Linked DNA regions of Zea mays: region 2 is linked to region 1. The links are chromatin contacts, called in public Hi-C maps. All regions are on one chromosome and are shown on one strand. Each heading gives the region's core, a stretch centred on a gene start, on an enhancer-like site or on the middle of the called end of the contact. The rest is flanking DNA. Distances are from core to core; before and after follow the strand shown.

Region 1 (7,190 bases), core at 1,481-3,980:
GTATACATCGTATCTGCAACCGGTGCTGTAAAGTGGGTGAGTAAAGAGGGAAAATTGTATGCCAATCAGAATCTAGGTTTTATGACGAACGGCATCTTATCCACGAACGGAGGATCAGAATACTTCCCGGTCAGGATCTGCGAGGCGATATGGAAATTCGCAGCTTCCGTGTAATGTATCCCATCCCAGTTGACGAATTCAGTAGTGTCGCTGCACCCTTTTGCGGTGACCATCTTACCATCCAGAGACACCGTGTGTCCACATGGTACGTTACCATCGTAGTTCAGGGGTGGGCCTCCGTATCCACAGCACGCCTGAGTGGCGTGCTCGAACCCTGTTGAAAAACAGAAGTGGATGTCAGAGTTGCTTCTTCGGTTATTGGTCACACGACAGAAATAATTTCCTGATGTGCTAGCAACAGGCCTAAAACACTAGCATTCGAGTGAGATGTCACAATACATGTAAGCAGAGTGATACAGAATGCCCACAAAAGTAAAGCAGATTTATTTCTCCACCTGAATCTGCATTAGTGGGGGTTCATGTTTATTATTGCAAGCACTTGTTCTGGATTGATAGTGCTGCTTCATTATAATGCGCTTCAAAGCAAATCATATAACACTCGTGAGTCAAGATACAAATCTTGAACGATCCGGGTGCATGATAATAATCACGCACACGAAATGGAAATCGTATGCTACATACCGTATCGAGAGTAGTTGGCGATCAGGCTGTATTTGATCGTGTGGATGTCCACGTAAGTGATGCTGGCTCCATCGAATTCTGCCCTCAGCTTCGTGCAAAGTGCGTGCAGCTGTAAGTTGAAAAGCTTTGCGGCACGGTTGTGCTTCGCCACACAGTGGAGCTCGTCCAGTTGGGATGGGTCTTTGCCGAAGAGGGCAATGTTTTGAGGCAAGCAACCGAGGGGGCCCGTGTTGTGAATCCAGAACTTCCTAGCACCTTGGTCATACAGTTTCTGAAGTCAAGGAACAGAGAAAATGGGTCAGGTGTGAAGCACCTCCTTACACCAAGACAGCATATAGAAGGAAGAGTATGGAAAGAATGAAATTTCTGAACTTGGAGACCTAAGTGAATTACATTTACATCAGAGTAGGATCCCTGTACACCAATTAGTCAGCTTTGGGGAAAGAGGCATAGGAAGCTCTGCAAGGATAGAAGTGCTATATCTTTTACAAACCTTGAGACCATTCTCAAATTCCAGCAAAATAGTTGGAATGGATGCGATGACCTGGTCCTCTGTTCTTGAATAGAACTCACCAGCAAGGTCATTCTGCCCAATATCGAACGTGTAGAGTCCCTCTGAGAAGTAATCTTGCTGAGGAATGTATCGGCTGTGCATATCTCCTGCACGAGTAAAAAAACAAAGTTACTTCACCAGCATACCTCTCTAGTCTCAAGTTGTTCAATCTAGAAGGCTTTGGTTGGCTATCAGCTGGAGACGATATTCCTACATTGCTTGGTAACCCACACAACTTTACAAAGTGAGAGGCCGTACCTTCAGACAGGAGCTTAGTGACTTTGTTCTTGAAGGCGAAGAACTGCTTGATCTGGAGACCAAATGAGAATGGGCTGACTGATGTCGGCTTTGCTGGTGTGATCGAACATCCAGCTTGAGCAAAATTAACGCCGGTCCGAAAGCTTGGCGTGCCTAGAGAATCCAGGTACGCGTTGAGGAGTGGCATATCCATTGCCTCCACTGCACGAACGAATTTATGAGATAAGAATTCTATGTTACGAAGAGGAGAGGTATATCCTTTTGATTTTCTGTCTAAAGTTTTTTTAAAAAAAAACACTTTGTGTGTCATTTCTGTTATTCAGTGCAATAAATCTGCACAGTCAAGTTATTTGCTTCGTAATTACTCCTTCGGACCCCCTCACCTTTTCATTGATTGTCAAGTTGCTTAATGGCAAGCACATGGGACTGGGAGGGCTCAATCAGTAGACCCAGGAAAAGAAGGCGGCCTATGGCAAACCAAATCTCACTGATTGCTAAAGAACTCCATTGAAAAGCAGCACTCACTTTCTTGCAGATCTACCAAATCCCACGAAGATGCCGCGACGAACAACAACCACGCTAATTGCAGGAACTGGACCACACACACCAAGCGCAGTTCCTCAACGGATGTTGGAACAGAGCATACAACCACCAGGGAGACAAGGACCATTTGCGAGGTCGCAATGATGCGTCAATCTCCGCTGCCTAACCACCGCACGGGTGTATTTGTCCTGTCCGGCTGCGCACCAGCCTAACTAAACCGTCCATTTTTTTTTCCCAACAACCGCGCGGACGAACTGAACACGGTAGCCAATACCATTCGTATAGGGACCGGTTTCTTGTTGTCTTGTTGATGCACTCGGTGGGCGCCAAGAGCTATCAACAAGGCAGATTCAAGAATACAATCATCCGCCGGCGCACGGTGCACCGATTATCACAGGGCGCAGCGCGGGTGGTAGCGGTCGGTGTAGTAACGAGTGAAATTCAAGGAGATGGAGTCGAGGAGGTAGAGAGGGAGCGAGAGAGCGGGCGTACTGAGGAAGTCGATGACGAGGCGGCCGTCGCAGAAGCGGCCGGCGGGCCCGCCGAAGAAGCTGGAGCCGTAGGGCGGGAAGATGGACTCGAAGCCGGCGGCCACGCGCCCGCCGGTGTCGGAGTTGGAGTCCCCGAAGTTGAACACCGCCGGGAAGTTGAATTCGGTGGACGCCGTCACGCGGCCGCCACCGCCGCCGCCGAGGCAGAGCAGCGCCACGATGAGGAGCAGCGCAGAGAAACGCATGGCCGCGGCAGGACAGGCCGTTGGGGCTCTCCTGCCCAGCTCCCTGCTTCACCCCACTCTCTGCTCTGCTGTGATATGATGTGGTGCTGCTTGCTACAACTCCAGGTGAGGACCGAGGAGGAAGAGGTGGTGGAGGGGGTTGCTGATGCTTGAAGCTTTGGAGCAGAGTTGGGGCTGGGGCAGCAGAGACAAGGCAGATTTGATTTGAGTCTGGGGTGTCGGAGGGGGAGGCCATTAATGATTAAAATGGGTGCCTCCTTTTGTTGGTAACTTTTGAGCTTTGGACCTTATGGTGTTAAGATATTCTGAGTATGGGTTGGTAAATGGCTCGGAGGTAACTACAGAGATCGATCGGCAGGGGTACGTAGGGAAACTGTTATAGAAGTTGAAAGAAAAAACAATTTTTATAGTACAGGCGTATGAAACCAATCTCGATTTTAGACATTGTTGTTTCCTTACAACGGCAAGTACGGAGGTAAATGCTATGGAACTCGATCCGTATAGAAGGATTGAGATCCAATTCGTTTCAAAAGCCTGGTTACTCGATATTCGATTTAAAATATCAATATCTATTTAAATTTTATTCGACACTTGATAATATTTATATCCGATTCTAATCCGAAAGGAAAATATAAAAATAAATATAGAAGAAGCAATATCCGTCTGTATCTAATCCGATTACACCTAAATGGCAAGTGCTTCTTTGGATTTGAGGAGAGGCTACCTAGACATGTGTGTAACGCGTGGCTCAGGATTTATCCGCATTGTATACATGGTATGTACCTGGTGAACGCCGCCAAACCAATATTGTAGTGGCCTGTTGTCGAATGACTTTTCACCTCATATCACAGTGGTGCTACGTGTTGGTAAAAAAGCTACCCATGAAGCACATAGGACATTTAATTGGTGTCAGGTTTCAATAAAAGAGATTTATGGCTCTATTTATGTTAGTGTTGTATTAGTTCTCGTTCTATTTCGCACTGCAAACTGTAGTCTTAACCCATAGCAATATTAGTACCATATCAGCTATTTTCTAGATTTAATTGTTATTTGTTTCGTACTCTTTATTTTGGGTACATAATTTAGTTTGTATAGCTTTGCTGTCTAAGTAGTGCTAATGCGCTTAAGCTTTATGCGGGTTGCTCACTAGTATGTATAAGATCTCTGTTTAGTACTAATTGTTTAGAAGACCTTGCTTGCTAGAATTATTTAAGATAGTTCTATCTAGCTCGATATCTTAATTGTTTAACTAATATATTTATAAAGTGCTAGTAAAAATAGCGACGACATAATTTTAGCTAGACTAGTTAGTTTAATTCCATTTTATTTTGGTTAGTCGTTATGTTTAAGTTTTAGAAAAGACTGGGCACACACTGTGCTTCCACTTCTTTGTTCAGAAACTAAAAAGGATAGTTCGCTTACCCTTTAGGTCCTTTTTCCATTGTCTGATATCAGCTAAGGAGCAGAGAAGTAGCATAATTCTAAAGGAAACTGACAGATACAGCCACAAGCATAAGCTTTGTACCATGGACCACCTCATTTCTTAAAAGCCAAGTTCTCCACGGCAACATAGCAGTTAGAGATGTCTAAACGGGTCGGACCATCCGATAAGCCCGTAACCCGATACCGTTTTAGCCCGGCATAAATACAACCTGGCATGTTGGCTATCGAGCCCTGCCAGCCCTGAGCCTAAGGCCACGGCGGGCTCGATCTGGCACGACCCGATTTTTTTCCTTTTTCTCATACACTACCGGAATCCGAGGCTTTGCCGAGTGTTGCATTCTTTGCCGAGTGCCTTTTGTCGGGCACTCGGCAAAGAAGGCTTTGCCGAGTGCCGCACTCGGTAAAGTTAGGCTCTCGGCAAAGAGCCCCTTTACCGAGTGCTAAACACTCGGCACAGGTAGTCACTCGGCAAAGACAAGTTTGCCGAGTGTAACGCACTCGGCAAACGGGGCTCTCGGCAAAGGGCCGTCAGCGGCCGTCCCAGAGCTGACGGCCGTCAGTCTTTGCCGAGAGCCAACGGCTGGCACTCGGCAAAGAGGCTTCTTTGCCGAGTGCTACGTAATAGACACTCGGCAAAGCCCTCTTTGCCGAGTGTCATACCTAGACACTCGGCAAAGTGTATTTTCATTTTTTTTATTTTGTCTCCCAAACTTTTTGTGGTATGTTCCTACACTATGTAGACCTACATGTATCATTTGTGGACAATTATAACATAGTTTACATAGTTAGTAGATTTAGTTCGTTTATTTGAATTTCTTCGGAAAATTCAAATTTGAACTGCAGGTCACTCGAAACTTGGAAAACCGTGCATGAAAAAATGATATTCATGTTACTTAGCATAAGTTACGACCGATTGCAGAAGCGTATCGGAAACTTCGAGCAACATGCTCACTAAACATGGCCGTGAACTTGGCATCCACATGTTTAAAAATTGTATAAAACACAAACAAAGTCAGAACATCATGAAACTTGTCCACGTGTCATGATATCATATGTATAGGCTGTGATAAAAATTTTAGAATGTTTGGAGAAAGTTGTGAGACACTATGTGTAGAAACCTAAGAGATCCACATGAAATAACTAGATTTCGCACAACAATGGATACCGTTTTCGCACAACACACTACGACCAAAGTCGGCCCAATCGGAAAACAACGTGTTCTGGAGTCTTTACGCCGGGGCTTGACAATGTCGATTATTTTGGACGAATTGAAGAAATATATGAGCTCAATTTTTATGGTTCCAAACCTCTTACTCCAGTGATATTCAAATGTCATTGGTTTGACCCTCAAGTGACGAGACGGACACATTCTAATCTTGGGATAGTCGAAATTCGACAAGATTCCACCTTAGCAGGAGACGATGTCTATATCGTGGCCCAATAGGCCACACAAGTGTATTATCTCCCATATGCGTGTCAAACGAAAGAACATCTTAAGGGTTGGGATGTTGTGTATAAGGTATCGCCGCATGGGAGGTTACCTGTTCCTAACGATGAAGATTACAACTTAGACCCGGACACATATGATGGAGAGTTCTTCCAAGAAGATGGGCTAGAAGGGCGATTTGAGATAGACTTAACAGAAGCTATCGGAATGGACGTAGATATTGAAATGGTTGTTGATAAGGAGGATGATGAGGTGCAAAATGATAATGACTTAGTAATCCTTGAAGGCAATGATGAGGTTGCGTCTTCCGATGGTGTTGAGATTGAAATGCTTGATAGTGATGATGAGAGTTTTGATCCGGCTAACCCCGACACATATGAAGATTATTTTTAATCGATGTAATGCTATATGACTTTTTATTTCGCACCTGTTTTTAAATACATCTTTTTATATGTGCTTATTTGTTTACTCTTAATTGCAGGTTGTTGGACAAATATGGTGGGCGGTTTCCTGAGGAGGAGGAGGGGGAGGAGGAGTAGGACGGCGGACGATGCAGAGCAGGCAGCGCAGCAGCAGGAGGCAGAGCAGGCAGCGCAGCAGCAGCCGGCGCCTCAGGACGACGACGACCAGCAGGACGACGACGACCAGCAGCAGGACGCCTCAGGTTCAGGCGGCTCTAGTTCGAGGAGCATCTACCTGCGAGGCCCCGCGAGTCTCCCGCCGCGTCCCATACTTCGGGACAGACGGCCGTTGATTCGGCCGGAAGGGGAGAGGTATGTAACTTTATGTTCTTCATTCTTGTTCATATTATGTGTTCAAAATCATAATATAAACTAATACTTTTTATTTATCACTTGGACATGTCTTGGACGATTTTGGATTATGCTGGGGGTCATCGTCGCCCCCCCAACAACATCCTCGGCCTGCTGTGCAGGGAACACTTCCCTGGACTTGTGGAGTACGCCGGAGTGACGGGCCCAGCCTTCACCTTCGACCACTACGCCGTCGCCCCCGATGCAGTAGACCGGGACGGCAGGGAATTCAATAACAAGGCGGAGCGGGTGAAGCAAGAGCTGTGGGTAAGTCTTAGTATAATATAAAATATGTCGCATTCGTTGCAAATTCTTGAAATAATGTATGGATACATCGTTTTTGTATGCAGGATTTCTTCAGATGCGATGCTGGATACGAGGCTAGGGCGGATGTGGTGGCCACCACGTGCTGTAAGAAGCTCGTCGTGGACATGCACTATGAGGCCCGCATCCAGGCCATCATCACCTACCACGGCTCCGTCCTTGGGGAGAAGGTGACCAAACCTCAAGCCCGAACCATGTCGTTGACCAGGGAGCAGTACATGCAGGTAAAGTCATGCATGTTTGGTACCAGTACTCCATGCATGAATTTTATTTTATCTTCTGATATGCACTTTATGTGTTTACTTTGCAGGTGATTCCACATTGGTGCGCCGCACATCCTCTCTGCTGGGAGCAGATGGTGGATAGGTGGTG
Region 2 (6,523 bases), core at 1,206-3,705, 140 kb before region 1:
AGAGTAATCACTTGTTCATGGTAAGCGGCATAGAGGCTGGACAGAGCAGTAACATCTTGAGACAAAAAGAGATAGAGAATGGTCCAAGGCAGATTAAATGGGAACAACCAACCCTTAATATTGGGGACATGGGAAGACCTTTACTAACTAGGTCTCAAAGTGCATTAGAGTCACCTCAGTGTACTCGAAGAGATGACAATAAGGATCCAACTACAGATAGCACAACAAGTGAATCGTTTCCAGAGGCATGTCTGAGCATGAACCTAGGTATTGCAAACAATGGAAACAGGATGGAGGCTACTTCAACAGCGGAAAGACCTATGCTATCGCCAACGACAGCCATTGCTGAAGGAAGAGATCTTGCCACTGCACTGTCCCCCCACAAAGGGCTCGGCATTTCCCGACCAGACCACCAAGGGTTGGTGAGGGTGCAACTTTTGATCCAACTAGAGACATGTTTCCGCATCTTCGTGTTGCTAGACCACCTGCTGAAGGAAGGGGTCGCAATCAATTACTTCCTCGGTATTGGCCAAGAATAACAGACCAAGAGCTGCAACAAATATCTGGAGAGTATCCTTGATAAGGTCTCCATACATTTGAAATCGTCAACTTCATGGTGACATTGATCTCAGACATTTAGTAACTTATACATCAAGGCTCTAGAATAGCTCATTAGGCTTAAACACGTATAATATGGTGCATAAATTTCTTGTGTAACAGATATAGTTTTTCTTTTATCTTCCTTGACTATATTTTGCAATTTCAAATTCCACAGTCGTTCCATTGTTCGAGAAGGTCCTGAGTGCGAGTGATGCAGGCCGCATAGGGCGCCTTGTTCTTCCAAAAGCTTGTGCCGAGGTAACTTTAACATTTGTTTGGCTTCCTTTTCATAATTTAAGCATGTTTTTATTGTATATTGCCGATTGCCTGATTTATCTTCCAAAAGTTGTTTGGAAGGAACATCAAAAGCATTTGACTTTCCTCCTGTCCGGATTTTACAAAAATAAACATGTTATTATCCTGGATCAGAGTCTACATATATACCATCCATGTATGAGAAACCATATTTGAAGGGGATCGTCATCCTGTACATCGTGTATATTGTTAGAGTATATTTGGTAGTTTAGATATTGTGTCTCGTAGACTGCCATATGTGTTAATATTTGGTAGTTTAGATGTTGTGTCTCATAGTTTGACATATGTATTCGTGGGTTGTCTTATCTTCTAAGTAATGCTATATAAACTGTCTAAAGGGCTCAATGCAATACATTCATCCAATTACACCAATTCTATTCTCCTCCGTATGTTGACATGGAAGAATGAGGCAATTAGATAAGGATATTTGTTAGCTTTCTCATTATTGTCTGAGTCTTTAATCGTAGCAGTAAAAGTTTTGGCACGCTATTATTTTAGTTATTATGATCTGAACAACCCGTTTTATATAGGGAGCTCGTGGCAAATGCATCCTCACAACAGGACGATGGAGCTCAAGGCGTCAAGTGGTGGCTCACTCGGACTCGCGCTCCTCTGCAAGACACTGTTCCCCATGAGGGTTTCCATTACCATTGCGCTCGCATCGCCTGTCACTAGAGCTCTGAGCCATTAGAGGCTCGTTAATTTATGTAAATTTATGTTTTGTTGCAATGCACGGGCACATACCTATAAGATACTAAGATCGAAGATAATATATATATCGTTTGTTTTCAAGTATTACCTAACACTATCTAGATGTACATAAGTTACCATGATATTATGTCTCCGTTGCAACACACGAGCATTCACCTAGTTCAAAATGAAATGCATAGTAAAAACTAGCCATAAAAAGTAAACTAGATCAGGGGCGAAACCAGCCGGGAGATGTGATCGTACTAGTCGATCTATGGGCTGTTAGAAGAGACGGTTGGGCCAAAAAATTGAGAGGTGAATAAGAGTTTTCTAGGGCTAAGCGCGGGGCCAAGGCTGGGTGGCCAGAGGCTAGTATACACCCCTGAACTGGATACCATATGAAAAATAAGCATATAAGAAAGGTAAAATCTTTGACGCGGTTTGAAAAATGAGTTTTGACCAACCATTTATTATGGAAAAAATACCGGGAGCGTGGTATCATCTTATATTGACATATTATCAATATGACCAAACCAAAGTTCAAAAAGTTTCTGATAGGTAAGAACTAATCTGAACTATATGGAGGAGATCAAAGCGACACATCTTTCTTTAATCAGAAGGGAGTAGTACTTATGCAAAGGTCAACTACAGCTACAAGAGCATTTTTCATGTCGATGTTTTTATTCTCTCATGAGAAAAATAATAATTTGTGAGCACGGAACTTACCTAGGCTCGCGTAGTGCACGAGCTTTTGTTTGAGTGCTCCGCCCACCTCCGCCCGATTTGGCCCTACTTTTCAGTGGCCGAGGACAAGTTTGGCAGGATTCACAAGTGCTCGTAGCAAATCTACAAAATCCCCAACCGCCTCTCAACAAAGTCTCCCCACGGAGGTACACAGCTACGCGCAAACCGCGTCTCGCGCGAAGAATCCGCATTTCCCCTTCCCCGCACCGCACCGCACCCAACCCCCGTCGGAGAGAGAGATGGCATCGGTGGCGGAGATGCAGCCCCTCGCGCCGGCGGGGTACCGCCGCGCGCCGGAGATGAAGGAGAAGGTGGAGGCGTCGGTGGTGGACCTGGAGGCCGGGACCGGGGAGACGCTGTACCCGGGGATCTCGCGCGGGGAGAGCGCCCTCCGATGGGGCTTCGTCCGCAAGGTCTACGGCATCCTCGCTGCGCAGCTGCTCCTCACCACCGCCGTCTCCGCCCTCACCGTTCTCCACCCCACCCTCAACGCCACGCTCTCCGACTCCCCGGGCCTCGCGCTCGTGCTCGCCGTCCTGCCCTTCATCCGTAAGCGCCCGTGTTCTCCATCCGGTGTCGGGGTTTGATGTGCTGGGTGGGCAAATCTACTCTTTTCTGGTCATCATCAATTGATTATGGAGATGTGTTGCTGAAACTACTCAAATTGTCGATAAGTTAGGTGAGTTGGTTGGATCCAGATTCTAGAGTGGTCGATGCAGTGCTCCTACTAGGTTTTCTCGTTATTTATGATGAATAGCTGTTTGGATCAGGACTTTGCCATATAGATCTTGGATATAGCCGATCCAAGTTGAACCTGAAATCTGCTCAGATTGTTTTTGCTTTGCTACTGGATAGATATTGCCTAAACTAAGGTTCCGTATGGGGCAATTGGCTTCCTAGGTCTAGTACTTTAATTTAGTCACATATTATTTATGCAGGGGAGGATCCATAGGTGTAGGGGGGCAAAGTAGGCCATGCCCCCCCCCCCCCCCCCCTCAATTATCTATAATCTCTTATACCTAATGTACATCTACTGTTAAGTATAGAAAAAAAAAGTTTTGCGTGAGTTAAAACAGTCCTGTTCTTGACCTTATCGTCGAATCTATCTAGTCCATCCGATCTCGTCCTCCTCCCCAACCTAGTCCTTGCATGTATCCAGCCGTCCTCATTCATTCTGACGCTTCTCAAGCCAGTCCGTTCGGATGCCCCCTTCCTGGCGCCCCGCCCTGCTTATCGTCGTCACGACAGTACGGCACTTGCAAGCTCGTCTACTGTGCAGCATAAATGGGCAATAGCACAGGGCATCCAAATTTTTGGCCCCAAATTTTTTAGTTTTCTGAATATAAATAATACAATAGGATAAGGATTGTTTGATATTTTATAAAATAAACTGTTAGCCTTAAAATAGATAGTATGAGCCAACAATATGATAATAGATCAAATATGAAAGGATTGTTCATATAGTTTTCTTCTTTAAACTTCTATCTTGTATTGATATGAAACCTGAATTTAATGCAAAAGTAGTTTTTTTACGGTCTTATTTGATTTTGTCATGCAGTCTTCTTGGCCCTCTATGAATTTTGGTCCTGCGTCCGCCACTGTATTTATGGACACTAAAGGATGTTATTTTGCACTTGTCTCTTGTGTCAGTTTAATAATGTTTATATGATTGCGTACAACTGATATTTGGCAATTCTATCATGGTATTGCAACACGTTATGAGTAGATGATCTCGTTCAGGCTACATGGTAACTTGCCTTGGTCTAACATGTTCTGCATCATGTTACCAACAAGCTTACATGAGCACTATTGTGCTGAAGACATGTTGTTGGACTCGCGGTTGTATTACCAATGATAAAATGGATATTAAATTGGGAGAAGAGAAATGTGTTTTAGTCCTAAAATGTCTCTCAGCTATATTGTGAATTTGATACTAGAAGTATAATGAGGCTCTTTGATGTCAGGTGTTGGAGAACTTCAGTGGGTACATGAATAAGCAGTATATGGAACCAATTGCATCCCTATGAGTTTTTGTTTAGTTAAACCCGTGGCACAACATTAAAATGGGCAAATTGCACAACAAAATTGAGGTTGGATTGGTACCGATTTCTCTTGTTCCAATTTAATATTTTTCTTGACCATTTTTCAACCCAGCCCTAACGTTGCAACATGTTACAAAGTGAAAATGGTCTCACATAGGCGTCCTAGTGGCTGCCTCCATCTAACATGTTTGACCTACCACTTACTGGTAAGTCGATGTGAGGCCGTTATCGTGCTGATAACGTGTTGTGATATCATGGTCATGTTGCTGATGATTCAATGAAAATATAAATTGAAATGAGAGAGAAGCATCGTTGTCCCAAGCTTTATCTCAACTTTATTTATGCTCTTGATATTGCATGTTGACGAGATCCCTGTCCCCCAGTATAAGGGTTACTCTGAATATTATAAGGAGATTCAGAGGTTCCCTTTCCGATAGAAGCAGCAGTTTGTAGCTGGTTGCCTCTAATGGGCCTTAGTTTAGCTAAACTGTTCACCCGGGAAAAACATATTACAGTATTAAGATGATGCCACTTGCAGACTAGTTCCTTAATTCCTTTCTCTCTTGTTCTAGTTTGATTCTATGTGATTGAGTGATTGATTTTCAACTGCCCATTAATGATGTTGCAGCACATTAGTAACATGATAATGGCCTCACATGATTATGACAGCAAGTTGCCGTGATTTAACACATGTTGTATCATGTTAACAGGAAGTTTAGTTGTGTGTTATTTTGCTGATAATCTGGTGTATTATGATCATGTTGCTGATGAAGAAATACTAATGTCAAACTTGGACAGGAGATATGTGATGTAGTACTGTGCTTTATCTCAACGTTTTGTTATTGTTATACTGTTTTATTTATCGACAGTGAAACCTGCTTCTCTGTCGAATTGGAATTAGCAATAGGAGTCGCTCCTAAGTTGTAATTGGCCTGAGTTTAGTTACTTTCCCACACAAGAATCCATGTACATCATAAGAGATAATTGCACAATGAAGGCTTAGAAAGAAGGCTGATTCAGCATTTCTGATAGTGAGATTTGTGTTGAGGAATCATTTGAGAATACGAGAAAATAATGGTATCTTGCTAAGGAGGCATGAAACCTAGGTCTCATTTTTCAATTTCAAGGAGCTATCCCTATTATCTTACCCTCTTTGTCGTTCATACATAAAGAGTAGAAGTTGATTGTGGAGTTAGGATAGGGAGGTAGGGGGGACAGCTCTTGAGAATCAGTTGTATACATGCTCCCATCCATTTTCGTTTGCTTGATATTGTTCGTTTGACTTTGACTGATCACTGATCTTGGTTTTGTGTCCAGTGATAATTGTTTGGAGTATTTATTTATGTAGCAAAGAAGTGGCATAGTAGACATGTAATAAAAAATACTTTGCTACCAATCTGTGTTTAAATATATTAGTTTCTCTGGCAGTTAATCAAGAATTAACAGTTAAAAGACAATGATGTCAAGTAAATGAAAAATGTAGGCACTTTAGTAATATGGGTTGACCAATTTTTGGGGTTTGAATTTTTGGTGTGCTGTTTGCCAGGTATACAGGCGTAGGAGAATGTTTTGTTAATGAAAGCAATAGATTTATCTTCCTGTGGATTATGGAGGAAACAGTCTCAGTTATTAATGAAACTATGAAAGCAATAGATTTATCTTCCTGTGTTAATAAGAAGCTGTCCAGTGTCATTGTATCCTCTTAGGTTGTAATACACCAAAATATACCCTTCTCTTTTGCTTAAAATCTGAGCGGAGGGACTCCCGTTCTTGTTATTTTCTAGTATTAGTAGGCTGTTTTTTTTGTGTTCACTAACTTCTTTTCTAATATTTTCTGCAGTGATGATCCCATTGTATCATTATCAGCACAAGCACCCACACAATTTCGTTTTCCTGGGTCTGTTCACGTTGTGCTTGAGCTTCAGCATCGGTGTGGCTTGTGCTAACACCCAAGGTCTTTCTTTTTTCTCAAATAGTTTGATTTGTTTCTCTTCTAGATACCTTGTAATTTGTTTTTTTTTGGTCTTGACAACCATTTACTTAATTATCGCAGGGAAAATCGTTCTGGAGGCTTTAGTGCTGACGGCTGGCGTGGTGGTTTCTCTGACTGCGTATGCTTTCTGGGCGTCAAA

What was found. A called contact is a pair of places that touch in the nucleus more often than the background predicts.
Region 2: a Hi-C map of leaf shows a contact between it and region 1, with 2.9 times the contacts expected there. The contact joins the promoter of LOC100283267 here to the promoter of LOC100273453 in region 1. A contact is called at or near these places in 10 of 25 Hi-C or Micro-C datasets (bundle sheath, ear, leaf and 2 more).

What each region holds. Positions count from the first base shown.
Region 1 is chr6:156,314,164-156,321,353 of Zm-B73-REFERENCE-NAM-5.0, reverse strand. It overlaps LOC100273453, which reads right to left and starts at 2,730. Exons shown (of 5, transcript NM_001147890.1): 1 at 2,549-2,730; 2 at 1,514-1,714; 3 at 1,196-1,362; 4 at 703-973; 5 at 1-334. The coding sequence starts at 2,549. The coding sequence ends at 66.
Region 2 is chr6:156,449,830-156,456,352 of Zm-B73-REFERENCE-NAM-5.0, reverse strand. It overlaps LOC100283267 (transmembrane BAX inhibitor motif-containing protein 4), which reads left to right and starts at 2,455. Exons shown (of 4, transcript NM_001156405.2): 1 at 2,455-2,898; 2 at 6,232-6,345; 3 at 6,445-6,523. The coding sequence starts at 2,589. It also overlaps the pseudogene LOC100381762.